7 separate regions of the Mus musculus genome follow, and regions 2, 3, 4, 5, 6 and 7 are each linked to region 1. A link is a contact called in public HiChIP or PLAC-seq and promoter capture Hi-C data. All regions are on one chromosome and are shown on one strand. Each heading gives the region's core, a stretch centred on a gene start, on an enhancer-like site or on the middle of the called end of the contact. The rest is flanking DNA. Distances are from core to core; before and after follow the strand shown.

Region 1 (3,114 bases), core at 171-2,670:
TGGGAGACCACCCTCCCTTACATCACCTATCTGCTGGTGATGCTCTGAGCTCTAAGGAAGAAGCAGGGTATCTAATAACCACGCCTTCCCTCCTTAAGCTCTTCACATAACCTAACAGGCTTTCATCTCTGTTCCCTTGGATCTTGATAACAGCCACTTCTGCATCCAGGGCAGACAGGATCCCCATTTGACTGAGAGCACTGAACCCCCACAAGTCAAACACCATCTGGAGTTAAGCAGAGTTTGCCACAAGCCGTCTCTTGACCTGGGTCATAGACTGGCTGAGCAAGACTTCCTCCACACCAAGATCCAAGGTGCTGTCACCAACTCCAACCAGGCACAGTTGGCTGAGTGGCCCCGAGGCCCAGTGTTCTTTCTCTAGGAAAAACACCATATGACATCGGGGTGCACACTCCCAGGGGCTGAGAGGTAGTCCTCTGAACTGACAACTGGGACCCCAAGGCCGCTCAGGACGTGTTCAACTCCTGGCATTGAAAGCAATCCCACCTGAGTGACACTTGGCTGGAAGAGAAGGAATACAATAGACAGATAGGGAGGAGGGTGGGACTCACCTCCCTCAGCAGCTGCATCCCTTCCAGCTCATCCTGCTGCTGCTGGGCCACAGTGACCCCCAACACAAGCGTGTGCACAACACAGGAGACCACAGAGATGATCACGATGGGGCTGAGGCTGAGGGGCAGCGTTATGAAGAAGGAGAAGACAAAGAAAGCCTGCCAACCCACAGTGTCACTGGCTGCGTGGGCCCGTGAAAAGTTCAGGCCCAGGTAGGAGAAGATCTGGGCCGAGATGAGCAGCCACAGCAGGTAGGGTACCACTTTGCGGCTCACTCGGTCCGGGAGCAGCCCCTTTTTACAGAGCACGAAAAGGATGATGTCCAACACCAGACCGAAGCCTGCCACCATGAGGGGCGCCAGCTTGTCGCTGGAGAAGACCACCGCGCACATCACTACCACGTAGCAGTCAAAGAGGGCCGCAAAGACCACCAGCACCAGCAGGGTCTCATGGCGCTGCCTTTTGAAGTAGGTCTGGTAGAGGTTCTCCAAGGACTCAGGCACGAAGGTCAGCCGCATAAAGCGAGGCAGGCACAGGCAGGACCCCGAGTTCCGCACAGAAATTTCATGGGTCCGGCCGACCCCGCGGTCGGGGTCAGAGGGCAGGCTGACCGAGTATTCAGCTGAGTACTCTGCCGAGTACTCGGGATCCGAGAAGCCCTGGTTCCTCGGCATGTTGGCTGCTGGCTGTTTCTAATGAGGAAGGGAGACCTGCAGGTCAAGCCACTTCACCAGGGCTTCGTAAGACCCGGGGAAGGCGGGGAGGTTCCTCTTGGTTATGAATGAAGGGCGTCCAACTGGAGCTGGAATGCTTAGTGGGTTCCCAGGACACAGGTGGCACCGAACATCTGCAACTTAAAAGGACATGGCTAAGGACATGGCGCCTCTTTCCTTGACCCAACCTACCCCTCATACAGATCCATGCTACACAAGCCTCCAACACCACAGCCTCCCAAGCACGCCCACACACTCAGTCCAGTCCACACCAGACACCCGGTTTCCTGCGTCGGGCTTCTGGAGGGGCCTAGCCATCTCTCCATTCCTTGTATGCCCGGCTCTATCCCTGACTTCCTCACCTAAATTCCCTTCAGGCCCACTGGCTCCAAGCTGAAAAGAAAACGTGCCTGGAAGGAGCCGGAGCGGTCCTGGGGATTCCCTCATCTCCCTTCTGTTTACTTCCTTTCCCCCACCCACCCCTGGGAGAATCCAGCCCCTTCCCAACCTCGGGCTCTGCAGCCTCGTGGAAGTCCATCCAGCCCTGGGTCGTAGCTTGGCGCTGACCTGTGCGGGAACTCGGGAGCCGCGCGCTCCAAACCGGGGCTGCGGAGCCAAGCCAAGTGGGCTTCAGCGAGCCGCAGGCTGCTTCCCGCAGTGCCGCCGCGCCAGCTCGTCCACCCGGAGCCTGTGCGCGGGTCCCCTCGCGGTCAGGCCCCGGGTCAGGCTGGGAGAGGCGCGAGGCTGCGGCTCAGCATCGGTGGGCGCAGAGGACGGCGGCGGCGCGCGCTGCGGATGGCGGGCCCAGGCCGGGGCAGCTTGCCAGCATCCTCTCCCCGCACGCAGGGCGAGCCAGCCGAGTCCGTGCGCTGCGCTCTGCACACTGATTCACACGCGCCGCAGGCCCCAGGAGGCGGGCGGCCCCTCCCCGCCTTGTCGCCGCCTCCTGGGCGCCGGGTGGAGGGGCCCCCTCGCTGTCCCCGGTGTCTCCCTCTTGCCAGCGCCCGGCGACGACTGCGTGGAAACGCCGAATTGGTGGCAGATAGAAAGGAACGAGGCGAATCTGCGCCTTGCCCCCAAACAGGCCGTGTTACGGAAGATCAAAGCCCGGGACGTATCTTCCCTGAAGGTGAGGCGTGCTGGGGCACCCCGGCCGCCCTTCTTCTACCCTGGCTTCCTTCCGGGGACAGGAGAGGCCTCGGGCTGAGGTTTGGGGGCAGCTCCCTGAGTGGGCGCGCCCCATCTCAGTGTCTCCGCCCACCCTGGCAGCCCAGACGTCAAGCGTGGGGCTTGATCTCTCTTCGAGGGAATAAGCAGCCGAAACTGGTGACAAAAGAGGACTGAAGTAGCTTGATTGGTGCCTGGCACGTGGACCTGAAAGAGGCCTTGCTTCACGAAGATCTCCAGTGCACATCCAACCAATTGGGATGTATTTGAGTTCTTCCTTAAAGAAGCAAATGCTCCTTTTGGACCTGTCCATCTCCTAAGCCGTAGCATCAATTATTTTCCTTGAATTTGACAGAACACCTTGTTAGGAGTGAAAGTCGTTTTAGAAGAAAATGTGCTCAAGGGACTGAGGACAGCCCTCAGCATTAAGGGATCAAGCTTTGGGGGCAGCTAAAGATGAGAGAAGAAAAACAGACACAGGGGATGGGGAGCTAGCGAGGGATGCCCTGTCACTCAGGGATAGATGTCCATTTAGAACTTCAGGCATACATTCACAACACCCAGGGAATAGTCCATCACTTAATTGGTCTTCCATTGCTGTGTGTATGGGTGTCCCTCAAATTGTCTGACAAGATCAGTACCCCCCACCCTGCACTCCCCA
Region 2 (3,114 bases), core at 312-2,811, 780 kb before region 1:
TCCCTACAAAACCTTGTGTTAAGTTACAAAAATTGTGTGAATTTAAAGGAATATTTTAAATAAAGAACACTGTTCAGTCAAATTACTCTTAGAAAGTTAGCCTCTTTCTAGGCAGAATTAACCCACTCCTTGAATTCAGAACCAATTTCATAGTAACACAAACTTCTCGATGTGCTAGCTTCATGTTTTACACTACAGGTGATAAAAGTTCAGGATCTCAGATCTCATCTCTAAAGAACTAAAGCAACTCTTGCTTCTGCAATTGTACGGACCACAACAACGCTAGTTTGACTTTTGAAAAACATTTCCTTAACAGAAATGTAGAAACCATGTCACGATGGCCATTCGACACGTTTCTTTCTACATACTCCCTTTGTAACTTGAAAGTCCTCTGCTCTCTACAAGAACCTTGGTTAGCTGGCTGGCTCGCCCTACAGCTTACAGCACCGTGTCTGATCTGCCTTGCCTACAGAGGCGTTAAGCGTTGGTTTTGTTTTTAAAGTTGGTGTCAGTGCAGCTACAAACTTTTTTCAGCATCCCTGCCTGCCTGCCTGCCAACTGGAGCTCTGTTCACTTCCTTACCAACTTGAACCACCCCCAAACTAAGTAAACTCAGACAGCGGCAAGAGCTGACACACTTTCAAGAGGGGTTTGACACCGCAGAAAACTTTCACTTCTCTCTTCTCCCCTTCCAAGCCAGGCACTGCAGCCTTAAATTCTTGCTTCCTCTAGAATTCCCTTCTAAAGCCGGGCAAGGACACGGATGGCAGAGCATTCTAATGTCCCCGAAAGGAACCCCAAGAGCCATCTCCCGTGGACTCGAGTGCTGTTCTTTACACAAAAGAACCGGGCCGGCTCAGCTAAGGTGCTGGAGTCGCGGCCCTTCGGCGGCTGCCACCCTCCACCGCACCCGCAAGACGGTCTCCGGCCAGACAAAGCCCGGGCGGCCGGGCCAGCACTTTCAAGCCTCGGCCGTGGGCCGCCGCTCTTACCCGGGCCTCGTCCAGGGCGCCGCCGCTTCCCCCGGCCTTGGCCGCCGGGCAGCTGGCCGCGCGCGTCTTAGAGGAGCGGGTCCGAGAGGAGATGAAATGGCTGCTGCCGCCGGTCGCCCCCGGCTCCGCTCCGGCTCCGGCCCCGGGCCCAGGCCCGGGCCCAGGAGACTTGGACCCGAGAAGGCGCAGAGAGCTCTTCCGGGTGTTCACCATGGTCCAGCCAGGGGGACCGGGTCCACGCCGCGCCCGCCGCTCCCGGGAGAGGCGAGGAAGGCCGGCCCGCCGGCGGGCAGGGGCCAGCGGAGCCTCGCCGGGCCGGCTCGCGTTGCCTCTCCGGGACGCAGGCCCGACAGGCTAGAGCGGAGCAGAAGCCGGCGGCGGCGCGAGGAGGCAGGGAGCGGGAGGCGGAAGCGAGGCTGCAGGCCGGCCGCGCAGACCCTGCGCCCGCTCAGCGGTCCTCAGCGGGAGCCGAGCGGAGCCGCCATGTCTGCCCCTTTCTCTCTCGTTCTCTCTCTATCGAGCTCCGTGCGTCAGGTCTCTGGCGCCGCAGGGCCGACAAGGCCGCTTCTGGACGCGGCCGCTGCGGGGCGCTGCAAGGACGCGCAGCCCTTCCTTCTGCACAGGCCCCGCCTCGACGTGACGTCAGCATCGGCGGGAGGCCTGCGGGGAGGCGCTCTGGGCTGTGAACCCCACAGTGGCCAGCTTTTGCTGCCCTGTCTAGACTGGGGGATGGGCAGAGCCGGCCAGGGCGCAGGATGGGTTTCCGCGTGGAACGTAGTCCGGACCCTTCAACGCCTGGCCAAGACCGAGGACCCCAGATTCCAGACCCCTGCGGTGGCCTGGAGGACGCCAGGAACGGCCGACCAAGCGCGGAGTAGAAGGAATGGAGAGGACGGTGCGGTGCGGAGGGGTTCCAGTTGCCTAGGTACTTTGGGCAAGACCCCTAATGAACTTGGGCTGCACATTGCATGACTGTCCAAATGATAATGGCAATGAATGAAAGAAGTCCCTGCGGTAATCCACGCAAGTTAAACTAAGAAAAAACAACTCTAGGAACTCTGCATCCTTTTTTAAACTCACTATGGAGACCAGGCTAGCCTTGAACTCTGCATTCATCCCAAGCGCCAGGATTAAAGATTTGAACCACTGAACTCAAGTGTTGTTCCCTTTGACTTTAGCCAAGTCTACCGGAGGGATTTTGCAGCATCTTTTATCTCCATCCTACCGGTGTGCAGAATTAAGACAAAACACTTCCAAAGGAAAAAAAGTCAAAGTACTATGTAATTATTAAATTAATGTAATATGGAAAGGTCTGGAATTATAGAGGGAAGAATAAATGTTCATTTCAAAGCATCACAGTTTATCTAAGATAGAGAGCCTAGTCTTTATTTGGGCAGAAATTCCCCTGATTATTACACTAAAAAAGTGAAGAGTGAATAAAGACTAAATAGCTTCATAGTTATAACATTTAGCCATGTAAGACCCCAAACAAAAAATTAATAAGCTTTGTTCAGTCCTCACTATATAGAATGTACAGAGTAGTTGTGTGTATTTATATATATATATATATAAATAAGTAAATAAGTTCAAAGCCAACTTGGTCTACATAGTGAGTTTCAGGACAGGCAGAGCTACATAATGAGACCCTCTGATTCTCAAGAAAGCTCACCAACAAATGGACAAGAGATCAGTAAAGTACAACTGGTGGTAAGAAGCACGAGCCCCTACTTCAAGCAAGGACCTAAGGAACTCCTTTAGAGATACATTCTGAACTACAAAATGAGGGGAAATACATCAAAGAAAGAAAGAAAGAAAGAAAGAAAGAAAGAAAGAAAGAAAGAAAGAAAGAAAGGAAGGAAGAAAGGAAGGAAGAAAGAAAGAAAAGAAAAGAAGGAAGAAAGAAAGAAAGAAAGAAAGAAAGAAGGAAGGAGGGAAGAAAGAAAGAAAGAAAGAAAGAAAGAAAGAAAAGAAGGAAGAAAGAAGGAAGGAAGAAAGAAAGAAAGAAGGAAGAAAGAAAGAAAGAAAGAAAGAGGAAGCAGGCATGGAGAGCATAGGGCACAGCTGTCTGTACTAGAGAAAAAAAATAAGTCAATAAAATACTTTTTAAACTTTATTTAAAACT
Region 3 (3,114 bases), core at 220-2,719, 740 kb before region 1:
GGGAGGGGAGCAGTTGGCTCACTAAGCAAAGTGTTATCAGCTAACCTTTAGGCTGATTGGTCCTGGGTTAGGTAAAGGGGTTAGTGGATGGGTGCAGGAGAATTGCAGAGCTTTGGGATAGCAGCACAAGAATTATAACTTTTGGTTTATTAGTAGCAGCAACAAAAACCACATACGTACATGCAGTGCTCACATATGTATGTATGAGCTCATAGGGAGGTGCAGGAAGGGCTGCCTCATGGTCAGCTCTGACTCTAGCTATTTCAGATATAACAGTTAATATTGAACTTTGATGGCCATGTAATGCTTTGTGGAATTTCTTTTTCTTTTCTCTCTTTCCTTTTTATTTTTTAATCTCTTAAGATCAGCAAACCTCATATAGAACATTCAAAATATACAGAACAAAACACAAAACAGGGTATGTGGTTAGCATGGCCTTGAGCCAAGTCACTTCTCTGTGTTGGTGATTGACAGGTATGAAACAAAATGGCTAAAGCTATTTTGGGGGTGGGGTGGGGTGAGCAGACCATACCAAGCACACCGAGGAGAGGAATCCAAAGATCCAGTGGCCTCCGAAGTCCATCTCCAAGAGAATGTAACGCCGCAGCACATCAAAGTTGACACATTGGAAATCTTTCTCTTAAGTTGGCTGGCCCTAGCCGGGCGTGGTGACGCACGCCTTTAATCCTAGCACTTAGGAGGCAGGGGCAGGGGGATTTCTGAGTTCGAGGCCAGCCTGGTCTACAAAGTGAGTTCCAGGACAGCCAAGGCTACACAGAGAAACCCTGTCTTGGAAAAAAAAAAAAAAAAAGTTGGCTGCCCAGCCCCTTTACTCCTAGGAGGAATTTTTTGGGTTTTGGGTTTTTTTCCCCCCTTGGGGGTAGGGGTCGACTAATTTCTGGGACCCATTGTTTCAGTAGTCTGATAATACAAGGAAGGATAGTCACACTATTTTCTTGTTAGGTGTTTATACAGTGTGGTCTTTTGCCTTTTGAAAGTATGTCCTGGGTGAGCTATCACACCCACCACACTTCATTCACCCTCCAGGACTTGGTGGCACAGCTGTAGTTGCAAGTCCCCTATAGGAAAAGCCTGGGAAATGTGTAGTTCGGGCTGAGTCCACTCAGCCACAGTTTTAATCTGGACAAGTGAAGTGCTTTATTTAAATAGGTTTATTTGCTGGCTTTCACCCAAGGCGGGGTTAGCTGAGGGTTTCTGTCTACAACATGTCTGCCAAGAAACAAACAAGATCGTCCCTGAGGACTTGACCGCTTTTTCCCAGGTGTATGGAGATTGGAGTTCCTCCTTGGAGAGGAGGACCCGAAGCTTCGAGGTCCTGGGTATCCCCACACTGCTGCCTCAGGTGGCACGCGGCTACTAGAGCTCCCGGAGGGCGGGCTGCCTGCACAATGGGACCACGCCCACTTGGCCAGATCCACCCTCCCGATAGTGACTGCGCTGCGGCAGCAGTCGGAGCTTAACAGCCACGGGATGTCGGTGCCCCATGGACCCACCCCCGCTCCTGTCGCAGAGCCTCACACCCAGGAGCCAGGCTCGGTGAGCGTCAGGGTGGGAAGAGGGAAGCCGGGCTACTCAGCGCTCCCAAGAGCAGGGAAGAACCTACCACAGCACTTTGTCCAGTTGTTGGGTAGTGTGTGGTTTGGCGCCACTGGGACACCCCAGAGAAAATAGGAAGGCATCCCAAGTCCTAGTGTGAAGTAACACAGCTTTATTCAAGTAGGCAGGCTGGAAGGACCAGATCTCCAGTGTCCTGACTGCAGATCCTCCTGGAGGCTTCTTAGCCCAGCGAAGGGAGCTGCCTCCTTTCCCCAAACTCCTGGTAGCTCCGGTTGACTTAGCCTCCCTCCGAAATTGTGGTGCTCGCCAGGTACCAAGTTCTCCTTAGAGGATTCTCCGGATGCCCAGGCAGGGGCTTGAGAGATTTGGGTAGAGGGGAGATGGGAACCCAAGGTCCTTAGACCCTCTGCGTTCTCTTCGTGGCAAAAAGTGGCCCTCAGTTGGGAGACCCCGTGCCTAGGTGTGCCTGTAGTCTCAGTACCTGACTGGGGAGGCTAAGGCAGGAAGATTTCTTGATGTTCTGGGAAATATAATTAGAGCTATCGCCTTAACAGTTAGGAAAAGTGGATGAGTAAGAGACATGGCCCGGTGGCTGCAGATCTCAGATGGTAAGATGGTACTGGGGGTGGGGTGGGACCTCACCTCTCCCAGAATTTAGAGAACTGAGGTGATATGTGATATTAATGGAAAAAGGAAAAGAAACCTAAGACTGCCATGAAGCAGCAGTGTTTGACTACGTTAATAATGCTATGAGGTGCATGTCTTCATTTTGCTTATCAAGCAACAAGTTCCGCAGGTCACACAGCCAGTTTGTTCGCTCCATGTAGTGTAGTGTAGATTCCATGGACTCTATGGGGCTGATGGGGTAAGGAGACCCAGCATCACTCAGTGTGTGAGTCTGTCTCATGTCAGTTTCAGCTGGAGTTTGTTGTAACGGCCTTTCTATTATCTCAAACCTCCACAGGCCCATTTAGGGTAAACAAGAGACTCATTAAAGGATGGGAATCCGCTCACACTGGATTCTGCCTGTAAAGTTTTTCTGGCAGTTGCAATGATGTCCACACAGATGTCAGAAGAAGAATACATCCAGCCTTGAGTGTGGTTTTTCTCCTAGGGTAGGAAATGTGTGAAGTTTGTGATATGCCTTATCTAGGAAGACCTTTCCCTTCCTCACAGCCTGCCTGTGGTGGTGTCTACAAGATACTGAAATGGACGAAGTCCACACTCCCTCCCACCCCACTCTGCCCCCAAAGGATGAAAAAAATAAAATGATTCCTAGCCTTAGTTGAAGATTACTTTACAGCATCCTCATAGCCATTCACTGCTTAGAAACATTGAGCACCTACTGTCCGCTTGGGAACTAGAGGCTCCACAGTGAGTGAAAGGGCTTACTTACATAGCGCTGGGGAGGGGTGGGAAGTAATCGAGAGTATACCAGCCAGCTGGGCAACCTGGGGTGTCAGGAATGCCTCTAAACTCATACCCGAATGGTGAGCAGTCAGCTCTTAAAAGACACAGACATACTTTCCAGAGAAA
Region 4 (3,114 bases), core at 424-2,923, 710 kb after region 1:
CATACATACATACACATACACATACACACCTTTTTAAAATTAATTAATTTAATGTATGCAAATACACTGTTGCTATCTTCAGACACACCAGAAGAGGGCATCCGATCCCATTACAGATGGTTGTGAGCCACCATGTGGTTGCTGGGAATTGAACTCAAGACCTCTGGAAGAGCAGTCAATGCTCTTAACCACTGAGCCATCTCTCCAGCCCCCACACACATCTTTTTAAAGAGAAAATAAAACGTATAATTCATAAAGGTTCAGTTATTAGAACCCACTATGTTGTCCACTATTAAAGAGGTTGAAATGCTACTAATGCTTGATGAAACTTCAATTTCTCCTTAAGGTTTCTTTTCTTCGTAAATACACGTTTTAAATTTTTCAAAACAATGTTTCTCACAAATACTCATTGCTAAATGACTTTTAAATTCCATATAACAAAATTGGAGTGAGGGGCACTAATCACAACTTCATTGGTCCGGTCCACTTTCACTTTAACTTAAAAAAGAAGAAAAGAAATGAAAAGAAAAGAAAAGAAAAGAAAAGAAAAGAAAAGAAAAGAAAAGAAAAGAAAAGAAAAGAAAAGAGGAGGGGAGGGGAGGAGAGAAAAGGAAAGGAAAGGAAAGGAAAGGAAAAAGGAAAGGAGAAAAAGAAAGCCAATAAACTACACGTCCCACCATGCATTGCAGCCTTACTCAGAGTAGGTCTCTACGGAAACAGAAAAAAAAATTCTGAGTCCCACCTGTTACTTCGTTTCTAAACACCTCCTGCACTTTCAGCTCTCACAGCAAACACAAAAGCCTCGTGACCTCACATTGGCTCCCGGAGCAAGATAAGCGGGGGCCCCGGTCTGGCAGCACCTCTGCCTCGACAGGAGAACGCCACCGAGCTCAAGCGCTCCCCTCTCCTTTCCGGGGCTGGAAGCACGCACAAACCGCCTCCTGTCTGCATCCAATCGGGGCTCTCCGAGGCGCACAAGGGAGAAGAACCGGTTACTGGGCAAGCACAACACACAGGGCCGAGACAAGGGGTAACAGTGTAGGGGCGACAGCGACATGACCCCGAAAGGCAACCTCACAACACCGAGGAGGTCCAGTCGTAGCCACCGCGAGAAGTCGCAGTCGCGCGACGGATTCCTCGCGCCGACGCCTCGGTCTCCTCACGGCTCTCCAACGCGCCCGTAACTGCCGCTCTCTGCGCGCGCTTTCCTGATCCTCAACCCGGTCGCGGGGCCAAGTGACCTCCCTTGCCTTGCGACGGGTGGCCGGCGAGAAAACGAACTCCTGCCAGCCTTTCTCTCTGCTCCCTCCTCCTTACCGTCTTGGCGGCCTCCGCCCAGGTCCTGCCCTTCTTCCTACGGCCCTTTTCCCTCATGTCGGTTCTGACTGACTGGGAGGCTTCCGTGCCCCGGCTCCGGCTGCGTTCCCTCGCCTGCTGCGCCCTGCACTGCTTTTCCCGCGGTGCCAGGAAAGGTGGGAGAAAGGGGAAGTCGGACCCGAGAAGCAACTCAGCGAGCAAGCGGCCGCGGAGGCGCGCAGTGGCGGGGGTAGGGGGCTCTACGGGGTGGCCGGTCCTGCTGCCGCTGCCACTGCTACCGCCGCTGCCATATTGGGTTCTTACTGTACAAGCAGCTTCTGTGGTCACGTGACCCCTGCCGCGCGGCCGTCACTACTGTACGCTGCAGGCCGCGCGAACGAGCGCGCACTTGCGCGCGCCCCCAGCCTCGGCGTCGGACCGGCAGGCTGCAGCAGTTAGCCACGCCCCTGCACTTCCGGTGTCTCCGCATCGAGCCCTTGCGCACGACGGAGGGCGGCCCATGGTCTGTGGGTCGGATGTCTGGCGGTCACACCCGCCGGGAAGATCTTCTGGCGGAAACAGAATCTGCTCCTTTCGGGAAAGGCTGATTGCGCGGTTACGTGCAGCGTGTGTTGAGGAGTGGCTCTGGAAACTTAAAGAGCCCGACGATCAAGTGATCTTGCCAACTACCGTTTTAATCAGCATGTTTTATTTTGTTGTGGTACAGGCTCAGGTAAGGCGGACCTTAAACTCCGAACTTCTGTCTCCCATTACTGGTAATTACAGGCATGCATCGTCTTGTCCTCAAGTTCATTTTTTACAAAGCTTATCTTTTTGAAGACGTACCGCGTGCAGTTCTTGTCTATTATTAATCTGATTAATAGATGAGACAGGTTAGATTGATTTACCAACTCTCTAGTATAGGATGTGAATATACCAAAAACTAAGTTGTTAGCTACCAAGCCTTGTCTCGCAAAGTAAATAGACCTTTTTTAGGCCAACAGAAACCACGTTTATGGCTCAGAGGATAAGTGCACTGACTATTCCGGAGGTTCTGAGTTTAATTCTCAGCAACCACATGGTGGCTCACAACCATGGGATCCGATGCCCTCTTCCGGTGTGTCAGCTACAGTGAAGACAGCTACAGTGTACTCATACATAAAATAAATATTTTTTAAAAAGGAGTTTAGAAATCGCATTGTGTTTTTACATGTGATTGGTATCATCAAAGAAGTATGTTTTATCTCCCTTGGCACAGAGCCTATATGTATCAGGAATCCGTTAAATATTTGTTGAATGGTTCAGCTATGTCTAGTCAAGAAACTATTCACTCTTCATAATGTCAGTAACACCCTCCTGAATATCCAGAACATTTTATCTCTGATTATCTGTTCTTGTAAACAACATAGAGGAGAATGCACAGCGGCTAGGGATGTGGCTCAATGCAAGCTCTCCGCCTCCCATGGGTACTGGGGATTGAGCCTGCAGGCTAGCATAAGCCTTCTACCACTCAGCTGTACTCCAGCCATTCTGTTGTTTTTACATAGGCAGCGTCCCCCTAAATTATCCAGACTGTTCTTGAATTCGTTCTGTAGCTTAGGCAAGTGTACACGGATTTCTATCTTCATGCACACCAGAAGAGGGCATCAGATCTCATTACAGATGGTTGTGAGTCACCATGTGGTTGCTGGGAATTGAACTCAGGACCTCTGGAAGAGCAGTCTGTGCTTTTAACCGCTGAGCCATCTTTCCAGCCCCCAGCTTCGGCAAGTTTTGACCTTGCAATCCAAATTATTCAGCCTCCATAGTACCGGGGAT
Region 5 (3,114 bases), core at 425-2,924, 680 kb before region 1:
TTGGTATGAAGCTAAGCATTATATGAATGAAAGGATAAGATATTTGCCCTCAGGCTGGTGAGCTGGCCCTCGCCAGCAAGCCTGGTGAGCTGTCAATCCCTGGAATCCACATGGAGAGAACCGACTCCCACAAATTGTCGTCTGGCCTCTACATGTGCACATACAATAATAAACAAACATGAAAGTAAAAACGCTTATCCCTACCTTCAAATGAGTAGTGGTGATAATTAGACAGACTATAAAAGTTTAAGATTTCCAGGTCAAGTTTGATAATCAACAACTGCCACACAAATATATTTCTCCAGTAAATCTGCTTTTTCACTGTGTAAAACACTGTGTATGTCTCTCTCTTCTCTCCTAAAACTTCACCATCATCATCCCCTGTAAAATTTGAAAAGGCTCTATACTCTTCTCAGCCAACATAGGATATGACCCGGGGCTCCACACTTCTTGAAGAAAACAGATATGATCAAATGGTAACTATATATTCCTATTGTAAACTTTATCCATCTATGTCCATCCAACCATTTTTTTCTTCTATTGGTGTACCAACCACTCCCCTCTTTACTTATTTTTGGTTGTCATGGTTTGAGGTGCTGGGAGTCAAATCCAGACTCACGCCCACTAGGCAATCACTGAGCCACATTCCAGTTTTACTCTGGAATCTTACATATCAGGTCTCTACCATTATGTTGGCTCACTCTCGTTGGTCTATAAAAAGCACTGTAGGTATCTTTAAAACAATTCAATTTCTCTATTAATAAGAAAAATCATAGAATCAGCTCTACAGTTTTGTCCTAACTCCTACCATCTTTTTATTTTACAGGAACTAAGTTTTCATTCACTGAAATGATTCACATAATCGCGGTTGCCCAAAATCTTCATCAGGATATCCAATGGTCAATTATGTGTCTTTGTTTTGGTGTGATTCTAAGTTTTAACCACTTCTTAATTTCCTGAAAGATGTTTTTTTTTTTCCTTAAAGGTTTTGGTAACACTCACTGACAACAGTAGAACATAAGCCCGACTAGTCCTTTACACAGTAGTGTTGAATAAACCCAACTGATGAATTGCTTCCCGTTTGTAAGACAAGAGACAAAGCAGGTGCTTACATAATATTAATAGAGGATTCCCAAAGTTCTACATTCGAGAAAAATCCCAGGCTCCAGCTGGCAAGGAACCAAATAGTTACTCCGTATGTCTTTTTGGACTCAGAAGAGCCTAACGCCTGGTCCTAGGCGTTACGAGGTCACTGATGCCAGGGGGCTCTCAATAGGGGTGGGGCGAAAAGTCGCTCAAAGAACACACCCCTGAGGACGAGCCCAGGACAGAACCTCCTTTGACAGAACTGATAACAAGCTTCCCCAACTATGGGCGGAGGGACAAAAAACGCTCCCCAGGCACGCAGCAACAGTCAAGCAACAACATCGCTTCCCTGTCACGCAGAAAGCGGGGTACTCACATTCGCCCTCTTAGCCGCTTGCATCGCCATCTTGGCGGGCTGATGTAGGTTACCGTAAGATCCCTCTGGATATTTCTAAACCTGATCGCCTTCGTGGGCGACACGGCGTCAGATACAGAGTATTTACAGCCAGGTAGCGCCGGAAGCTTTTACAGCAATGCCGGAAAGTCCGCGTCTCAAATTAGGACGCGTTTACTTCCTAGAAAAGATGCTCCAAGTCACACTACAGAGAACGCATTCTCAAGCCGGAAAGCGAACTAGCAAGCTCCAGAACGCTTCCGGATTGCGGACCGGAAGGGGCGGGGCGAATGCCAAGGGAAGGGAGGTGTTCCGCTTGAGGGGGTGTGGCTTAAGGAGCGAGGGGCGGGGTCCATGAGAGAGATCAGACCCAGAGCCTGCGATTTAGCGCGCCCAGGTCTCGGAGAGGAACCCGGCTCGCCAGCGCTTCCAACAGAGGTCCCAATCTGAACTTTGCTCGGAAGGCCGATCCCGGGGCCCTGGGCCTCAGGTCGCGCTTCACCTGACCGTCGAACTCCCTCACCCGGTTCCCGCGGCCCCTGTCCACGCAAACAGAGCACACAACCCGTCACATGCATCTTTTTATTTCCTTAGACCAGCTTTACAGGACATGGGAAGAGAGGCCACTTCCGAGTTTGCTCGGAGGTCCTCCTTCACTAGGGCAGCTCCAAGACGATTTTGCCCGCGCTCCTGTTAGCCCCCACATATTAGCCACTTGAATATAAGTTGCCGGGTAGACTCTATCAAGAACCAGCAGCAGACGTTGGGGGCTGTTTGCAGAGAAAGGCAGAATCTGCTCCGTGGAGGTTTTCACCGGCGTTTGTACTAAGGAAAAGATTATCAGCCTGAAGAAAGGCCTTAACCCTGTTATTCTCCATCCTGCCTAGCCCTAATGTTTTGAGTATCTAAAACAGCACACCCTTTCACTTCCCATCAGGAAAGAGCATGCTTTCAAATGTGCACCCTCATTCTGTACCAGGTAAGACTGAAGGCTGCAGTAAAATACTAGTGCAAGTGACAGACTTACATAGCTTAACACAAAAGGAATGCTGAAGCCTTATCGCTGCGAAACTGATGGGATATACTCCCAAAGCTGGCTCCTTCTATGATGCTACAGAGGATTTTAGGAACATAAACCTGTCGAAGGTCCAAGCTTACATAGGCTTTTTTGGTATACTGAGAAGAGGTCTACCCTGAAAACAAAGCCGTGGGCCTATGTGAAGACTTAATACTGTGGCCATGTTTTTGCTCATTCTGATAGAAACATATAAATATGAAGTATAGAAATACGTGGGAGGGTTTAGAGAATTAATTATCTGAACACAGTTACCAATTGGTACACAAGGTAGCAGACTTATTTATAGGCTCCCTAAAGCAAGCTGTTTGTACAAAGGCAGTTTTCTGGGTGACAATCCTACTTTCTTTCACTTACCACCCACCTCATTATCCCTAGATCGAGCAAACTAGTGATCCGACTACCTCATTTAAAAAGTAGTTTTAAAGGCTGGGCGTGGTGGCGCACGCCTTTAATCCCAGCACTCTGGAGGCAGAGGCAGGCAGATTTCTGAGTTCAAGGCCAGCCTGGTCTACAAAGTGAGTTCCAGGATAACCAGGGCTATACCGAGAAACTCTGT
Region 6 (3,114 bases), core at 447-2,946, 640 kb before region 1:
ACATATTAAAATCGTATCAGAAAAAACAGGCCCAAGAAACTACCATATACAACAGAGCAAAGAATGGGTGTGTCTTCCTTACCTGGCTCCCTAAAGAAGCAAACACCTAGCACTGAGATGGTATTAGTTCCTACTGCCCTGGACTTGCCCCATCTATCAGTCTACCAATCTGTCTGGACCCATCTTGGTTCCTTTATTCCTGGAGTTGGTTTCAACTCTGCGGCTTCAGTTTCAAACTTGAGATCTGAAGGAGCCTTAAGTCATCACTACAGCTTCTCCAGACTCTTTCCCGAAGCTCTGGTACTGTTAATTTATCAACAAATATCAAATATCTAATGATATTTCTACCAACTGCCCTGCTTTTCAGAACTTCTGAAAATTCTTGATCTCTGCTGTGGCCTCATAACACTTTATTGCCAATCTGTAACACTGTGTGTGTGTGTGTGTGTGTGTAATCCATGAGTTGATATTAGTAATTAAGATAGCAGAATAAGAATCTGTGCTTACCCGTGAGGTTACCAAAGAAAGCAGGCATATGTATGAAATTGTTGCCACAGAAACTATCGTACTTTGTGAATTTATCATTACTCAATAAATTCTGACATTGTTGAAACATGTTCGGATGTTACATAGCTTACAACACATACATGAAGATAACATATAAAATCCAACACTCTATATGCTAACCTAAAAAATATTTTTAAGAAGCTTTCACCCTTACACTAAATCCTGGTGATGTCACACACAGGGTCTTTTCCTGGAGTTTGATGAGGGCTGCGCTGTCCACGTGTTTCGTCCCCAGCAGGGTATCTAACAGTAAGTTCTGCAAGTGACTCATGCTTCTTCGGCTCTGAACCAGAACCTGCAGCTGAAGACTCCACGAGGGACAATACAAGTGCTTCTTGTGTACGTTCCAGCTTATTATCAGTGTGTGTCCTCTAAAACGGTGGACGAGTGAAAATAGTGGTCCATCATCCAGGGTTCACCAGTACTCAGAGGGGAAGAAAAACTATTATAGAAAAATCAGAATTCACAGAATGGTTTATGAAGGTGAGTTTGAAAAAAAAATCAGAGCCTCAATATTTTTATCTATTTAATGATTTACCTGAGATTTAAAAACAAAGGTCTATGCCTATTATTTTGGGTACTCTAAGGGCAGGAAGGTCACAAGTTCAAGGCCAAAGAGACCCTGTCTTAGAAAAATAAAGATCTGCGAATAAGTCCTCCATTCAATTCTCAGCTCCGCAAAAATGAACAAACAAATAAATAAAAGTAAAATAAAGTAAAAACAAAAAAAAGCAACCAGTTATCCACAAAATCTCAAAACCACTCAAGGTGCACCACCGATTTAAAAAAGATACTCTTTTCATTCCTCCTCCTTGGCCAGCATCAACGCTGTAGACAAGACACCGGTCAACAAACCTGAGCTCTAAGACCACCTTGGAGGCTCTTTAGAGCTACATTTACTGCTCATGTGCTGCCATCTTGGACGGCCCTCAAAGGGTCAACCGCCACAAACACTCTTTTGCCGCAGGTTCCTAGTAAGGCGAACGACTCTCTCCCGCCGCTGCCTTCGGAGGACTAATTGATGGGAGGCCGGTAGCCTAACTGAATCCTGAGTCCTGGAGGCCGGGAACTAAACACAGAGTAGGGGCTACAAGAGGAGACGAGGCTCCGCTAGGGGCGGGCGTAGCACGGATCTGAAAAGCTGATTGGCTGCGATAGCTGCCTGTTAGCGCGAGACAGTTCCACTGCCTCCTTTTCGACTCGCCTCGCTCCCAGGCCAGAGGGCTGCACTGCTCCGTGCTGTTCGGCGAGGTGCGCGCGCGTTCTCGTCTTCCCGCTGGCCGAGGGGCGCGTAGGGGTGGCGCCGCGTCCCAGGAGACAGAGGTCCGAACGCCCGCGCGTTCCGAATCCAAGGTCTCGGGCTGAGGCCGCGGGCTCACTGTGGTGCGGAGAGCCGAAGGGCAGGCCCACCGCCAGAGGGGGCTGAAGGACCTGTGGAAGCCTGCGCGGCAGGACGGCCCGCGCACGCGGTCTGTGTCGGAGCCGGCGAATCGCGAATCGGGGGCCCGGTACTCCCGGGTGAGCGGGCCTGGTACCCTAGATTCATCATGGGCGCAGACCCACAAGTCTTCTTCTCCCTCACATGCAGGCCCCGGGGAGGGCTTTGGATCTCTTGGAGCTTGAAGGTCCCAAATTCCCTTCTTTCTCTAAGTTCATTTGTCAGTAGCTTGAAAGCGGCAACTCATCAGCATTCATGTCATATCAAACCTAGAAAACTGCTGGGAACTAGATTCCTAGCCAGGAGGGCTTCAAGAGAGCCCTGTTTCAAGCCAATTGGAAGGGACACATGGACGGGCAGTTTTCCAAGACTCGTTCCCTAAGTGCCCAAGGTCATGAGTGTTGATTATTAAACCGCGGAGAAAATTACTGTGAATTTTAATTACAAAATAAATGCTATTTTAGCTTTTCTAGGGACTGTGTTACTTGATGACCACAATGAAAAATAGGAGCCAAGATGATATGGTGACGGGCACACTCCCCAAGCTCAAGAGCTCCAAAGAATGGTTGGAACCACAGTCGCTTTCTTTTATGGAGGTACAGTTGTATGACTGTTGAGGTCCTTGCTTAGAGATGTGCCTTGTGCATAAGTTTTATTTTTCTTTCTATTTTACTCTATTGGATAGAACCTATCTATCCCCATTAACTCTACTAACTTTGTTACTTACTTACTTTGCTCTTTAAGAGCTTAAAGTAGAATCATATACCATTGATTATAAATTTTAACAATATAACAAAGCTGATAAAAACCTACTTAAAGCCGGGCGTGGTGGCACACGCCTTTAATCCCAGCACTCGGGAGGCAGAGGCAGGTGGATTTCTGAGTTCAAGGCCAGCCTGGTCTAGAGAGTGAGTTCCAGGACAGCCAGGGTTACACAGGGAAACCCTGTCTCGAAAAACCAACCAACCAACCAAAAACCCCTATTTAAACCTGGATATGTTGTATTTTTCTTCCTAAAGAGTTTTATTAAGGTATAATTGGTGTAAAATAAATACACTTGAAATGCATAACGATAAATTTTAACGTGTGTATGTTCCTGAAGCCAGTTT
Region 7 (3,114 bases), core at 251-2,750, 580 kb before region 1:
TCAGCGTCAGTGGGGTAGCCTGGTCTACAAGCAGTGGTCCACTCCCCAGTGTCTCATATCTCCACGATGGAGAATGCCCTTGTTCCCTGAAGGCAGAGCCTGGCCTTACTAACTCGGTAGGCCCCGATATGCACACCACAGGGCCTGGCACACAGCACAGAACTGTGTCTGAAGGATTGTACCCATGGAGAATGCAGAACACACACAGCGAGAAACTCAGGAAAACCTTGATTTGCACTTTTGATAAATTAGGAGATGATTATATGTTTTATGAAATGATCCAATCATTGATTTTTCAGTAGCAAGCTTTTAAAATAGTATTCAATTAGGAAAAGGTAATTTTCACATACCTTCAGGAGCACAGAACAAAATAAGGGCAACCTGAATAAAAACACACAAAGAGCTTCGGCTTCAGCAGTGGAGCCTAAGTGGGAGCACTGAAAGGGAGGAGGTCGGGAGGGGAGGCCAGCCTGAACTGGGAGCACTAGGAGGGAGGAGGTTGGGAGGGGAGGCCGGCTTGCACTGGGAAGGTGGGGCTGGCATTGCCAAGGGGGCCAAGGATGCTTTCCAAGGATCCTTTAGGGCACTGAGCTGGCGGACGACCTGTCCTATGAACAGAGGACACAGCGTGACACAGATCCCCTGCTCCCCAGGAGTCAGTGGTGACTTCAGAGGATGGAGAAGTGAAGTCTGGGGGCAGTGAAACCCTAAGACAGCTCTACTTGGGCCTTGAGAACGGGGAGCGTCCTGTGGGGAAGGCCTGGCAGCTGCCTGTGACACAGCAGTGGAGACAGAGCAGGGAATGGGGCTAGGTGATAGGCAGGGTTGGGGATGAACCTGAGTTTGGTGTAAAAAACTCTCCTTAATTTGAGAGGCTAAAAGGAGGATGCTCAGGCAGGGGGTTGGCACTGTCAAGAGAGGAGGCTGGTGGAGCCTCTGCAAAGGACACAGGCCTGGGAAAGACAGCAGAGCTGCTGCAGAGGACTTGTCTGGAATGCTGGGACTGCAGAGAGTAGCCATAACCCACCATTGAGCTGATATGTGCCATGGAAGGGTTGTCTGATGGACACAATGCTCAGAGGAGGGTAGTCGCCCAGCAAGACTGGAGGAAAGAGCTGAGAGCCAGATGAAGCTGAGTAGAGGAGCCTCAGGATATGAGGAGGTCAGGGGTGGGGAGAGTGTGTGGGCAGAGGAAGCTGGAGCAAGGACTGGGTGGGTTGCTAGTGTCCTTGAAAGTGCCATCTACACAGCAGTGGGGGAAAGATGTGGAGAGAACCTCGTGTGCCACAGTATGGTGGGGCTGAGGTGCTGGAGGGCTGACTGGGCCTAGGGTACTAGGTGCTGGAGGCCAGGAGGAGGCAGAGGCTGAGAGGACAGGGGCCGAGTGTCATACCCAGCAAGTGCAGTCAGGTGGGACAAGACATGCCCCAGCAGGGGCATGTTGGTCAGAGTGGAGGGAAGGGGCAGGGGCAGGAACAGCTGGCTACACAGAGCAGGTAGGACCTGCATTTGGTCCCATAGTGTGAGAGCTCAGGGCAGCTTGGAACAGCTGCTATGGGAGGGGCGGTACCCAGGCTCTTTTGCTGCGATCTGAATCCATCTGCCAGGCCTTACTGCTGGGGCAGCAGCTGGTGTCTCTAGGACCAGACTCCAGTCTGCCTATACCACGTGGCAGCTGGTTCCCACCCACCAGGACACCAGCAGGTACCTTGGTAAGCCTTTTCCCGTTTCTTCTTCTCAGTGTCGATGTACTGCTCTGAGGCACCCTTGATCTTCTGGACCCAGGCCGTCCTGGCAGAGAAGCAGAGTGGTGCTCATGAGGACTGCCAGAAAGCTCTTGGTTCAAGCCCAGCCCCAGCTCCATGCCTCCTCTCTCTTGCTGACCTCAGCTTTAAGGTCATTTAACAGGTTCTCAGTCACACATCTAATCTAAGTCCAAGTGATAGACTGACTGCTAATTAAATCTGAGCTGAGGCCTTGTAAAGATAGCTTGAAAGCAACACAAGGCCCTTGTGAGGGACTGGGAGCCCAGAGCTAGAAGAGACGACCACACTGATGGCAGCTCAGCATGGCGGGTGGTTACCAGAGAACTGTGTAGAGGGACAGCAGTGTTCCCTGGGACTGTCATCAGAGGTGCTTTCCCTGGGAGCCCCACTGAAGGGAAGAATGGCAGGTGGGCACATGGCAGGGAGAGCAGCCAGCTGGCCAAGTGCAAGTCTGTGGGATGCACATCTGTGGGGTTCAGGTAGGTCCCAAGGAGATTTTAGTGGAGACCGGGCATGATCTGCCATTTGGGGAGCTGCCAAGGAGGCAGGAGGCAGGTGACTGTCAGGAGGCAGCTGTGTGACCAGTATGTATCTAAGCTGGAGCCTACTGTGGGGCTGGGGAGGCTGGGGTTAGAGTTGGTAGGACTTGATCATGCGTGGAGTTGGACTTATGGCACTGGGACAAGCCTGTGCTGGCTCCTAGAGTTCAAGACAGGCCACATGATGAGGACTGACCTCTCGTTGATGTTGTCTGTTCGGAGTGTGTACACACGATCAATGTGGGAAATGTGGAAGACGGGCTCATCGCTGGAAGGGTCTGTGGGAAGTTTCACCAACACTTCATTCAGGAAAATGGGCTGAAAGAATTAGGACCAAAATAGTGGCTGTGAGATAGGCCACAACACTTACCCACCAGGGAGTTCTTTTAAAAGTTCTGAAGAGCCAGAGGGGTCTGATGCCCAAGAAGAAAAGCAAGCCTGGATGGCAAAGTAAGTACCCAGTATCATTGAGCTGGGGACAAGCTCAGAGTGCCCCTGCTGCTGATGTGACCGGCTCTCTGCACACTGACACCTGGCTTGGTGACTCCAGTTAGAGAGAGATCAATGCTGGCTGTGGCACAATGCTGTGTTTACCAGGCTCCTTCCCCTGAGAACTGGTAAAAGCCACTGCACGGTGGCACCTGAGGCAGGCGAGGAGGCCCCATGTGCCGTGGTTGGCGCTCACCGTTTTGTACATCCGGAACTGAGCACTGGACTTGGAGTTGAAGAGCTTCTCGTGGCCAGAGGCGGCGGCAAACTGCCTGACCAGGTAGGTGAGCAGCAGGAAGTCGTTGAAGAGGAAGGCGTGC

What was found. Promoter capture Hi-C pulls out the DNA fragments that hold promoters and counts their contacts. HiChIP or PLAC-seq counts read pairs in DNA pulled down with a chosen protein or histone mark. Capture Hi-C pulls out chosen DNA fragments and counts their contacts.
Region 2: a promoter capture Hi-C map of adipose tissue shows a contact between it and region 1. The contact joins the promoter of Atad2b here to the promoter of Adcy3 in region 1. A contact is called at or near these places in 2 of 39 promoter capture datasets (maxillary cranial neural crest and second pharyngeal arch cranial neural crest), 2 of 115 datasets of contacts at active chromatin or transcription factors (memory CD8 T cells and pro-B cells) and 1 of 9 other capture datasets (adipose tissue).
Region 3: a promoter capture Hi-C map of cranial neural crest shows a contact between it and region 1. The contact joins the promoter of Mfsd2b here to the promoter of Adcy3 in region 1. A contact is called at or near these places in 2 of 39 promoter capture datasets (cranial neural crest and hippocampal neurons).
Region 4: a promoter capture Hi-C map of neural stem cells shows a contact between it and region 1. The contact joins the promoter of Asxl2 here to the promoter of Adcy3 in region 1. A contact is called at or near these places in 1 of 39 promoter capture datasets (neural stem cells) and 1 of 115 datasets of contacts at active chromatin or transcription factors (embryonic stem cells).
Region 5: a contact with region 1 is called in an H3K4me3 HiChIP or PLAC-seq map of embryonic forebrain, with 2.5 times the contacts expected there. The contact joins the promoter of Sf3b6 here to the promoter of Adcy3 in region 1. A contact is called at or near these places in 6 of 39 promoter capture datasets (cranial neural crest, frontonasal cranial neural crest, hippocampal neurons and 3 more), 1 of 484 Hi-C or Micro-C datasets (nephron progenitors), 1 of 115 datasets of contacts at active chromatin or transcription factors (embryonic forebrain) and 1 of 9 other capture datasets (adipose tissue).
Region 6: a promoter capture Hi-C map of liver shows a contact between it and region 1. The contact joins the promoter of Pfn4 here to the promoter of Adcy3 in region 1. A contact is called at or near these places in 14 of 39 promoter capture datasets (the 3T3-L1 cell line, the C10 cell line, cranial neural crest and 10 more), 2 of 484 Hi-C or Micro-C datasets (bone marrow-derived macrophages and muscle stem cells), 2 of 115 datasets of contacts at active chromatin or transcription factors (astrocytes and large pre-B cells) and 1 of 9 other capture datasets (liver).
Region 7: a promoter capture Hi-C map of hippocampal neurons shows a contact between it and region 1, with 2.5 times the contacts expected there. The contact joins the enhancer-like site here to the promoter of Adcy3 in region 1. A contact is called at or near these places in 11 of 39 promoter capture datasets (the 3T3-L1 cell line, the C10 cell line, embryonic stem cells and 8 more), 1 of 484 Hi-C or Micro-C datasets (bone marrow-derived macrophages), 3 of 115 datasets of contacts at active chromatin or transcription factors (embryonic forebrain, large pre-B cells and microglia) and 1 of 9 other capture datasets (macrophages).

What each region holds. Positions count from the first base shown.
Region 1 is chr12:4,132,459-4,135,572 of GRCm38.p6, reverse strand. It overlaps Adcy3 (adenylate cyclase 3), which reads right to left and starts at 1,420. Exons shown (of 21, transcript NM_138305.3): 1 at 573-1,420. The coding sequence starts at 1,247.
Region 2 is chr12:4,915,800-4,918,913 of GRCm38.p6, reverse strand. Atad2b (ATPase family, AAA domain containing 2B) reads right to left here and starts at 1,561. Exons shown (of 28, transcript NM_001362349.1): 1 at 993-1,561. The coding sequence starts at 1,205.
Region 3 is chr12:4,872,714-4,875,827 of GRCm38.p6, reverse strand. It overlaps Mfsd2b (major facilitator superfamily domain containing 2B), which reads left to right and starts at 1,469. Exons shown (of 14, transcript NM_001033488.2): 1 at 1,469-1,557. The coding sequence starts at 1,492.
Region 4 is chr12:3,425,416-3,428,529 of GRCm38.p6, reverse strand. Asxl2 (additional sex combs like 2, transcriptional regulator) reads right to left here and starts at 1,673. Exons shown (of 13, transcript NM_001270988.1): 1 at 1,318-1,673. The coding sequence starts at 1,374. It overlaps 1110002L01Rik (RIKEN cDNA 1110002L01 gene), which reads left to right and starts at 1,783. Exons shown (of 3, transcript NR_030694.1): 1 at 1,783-2,029.
Region 5 is chr12:4,816,168-4,819,281 of GRCm38.p6, reverse strand. Sf3b6 (splicing factor 3B, subunit 6) reads right to left here and starts at 1,674. Exons shown (of 4, transcript NM_025323.2): 1 at 1,463-1,674. The coding sequence starts at 1,492. It also overlaps the pseudogene Gm20348.
Region 6 is chr12:4,767,877-4,770,990 of GRCm38.p6, reverse strand. It overlaps Pfn4 (profilin family, member 4), which reads right to left and starts at 1,696. Exons shown (of 4, transcript NM_028376.4): 1 at 722-1,696. The coding sequence starts at 838. Fam228b (family with sequence similarity 228, member B) reads left to right here and starts at 1,757. Exons shown (of 7, transcript NM_175431.5): 1 at 1,757-2,085; 2 at 2,470-2,601. The coding sequence starts at 2,494.
Region 7 is chr12:4,707,622-4,710,735 of GRCm38.p6, reverse strand. It overlaps Itsn2 (intersectin 2), which reads right to left. Exons shown (of 40, transcript NM_001198968.2): 35 at 2,991-3,114; 36 at 2,502-2,623; 37 at 1,709-1,791. Among named protein-coding and RNA genes, the nearest start is that of Fam228a, 29 kb to the left of the region's middle. Within about 2 kb of position 1,500, at least 21 of the 459 cell types and tissues checked have an H3K27ac peak or open chromatin away from gene starts, as enhancers often do. A contact at or near this core is called in hippocampal neurons, where this site is marked.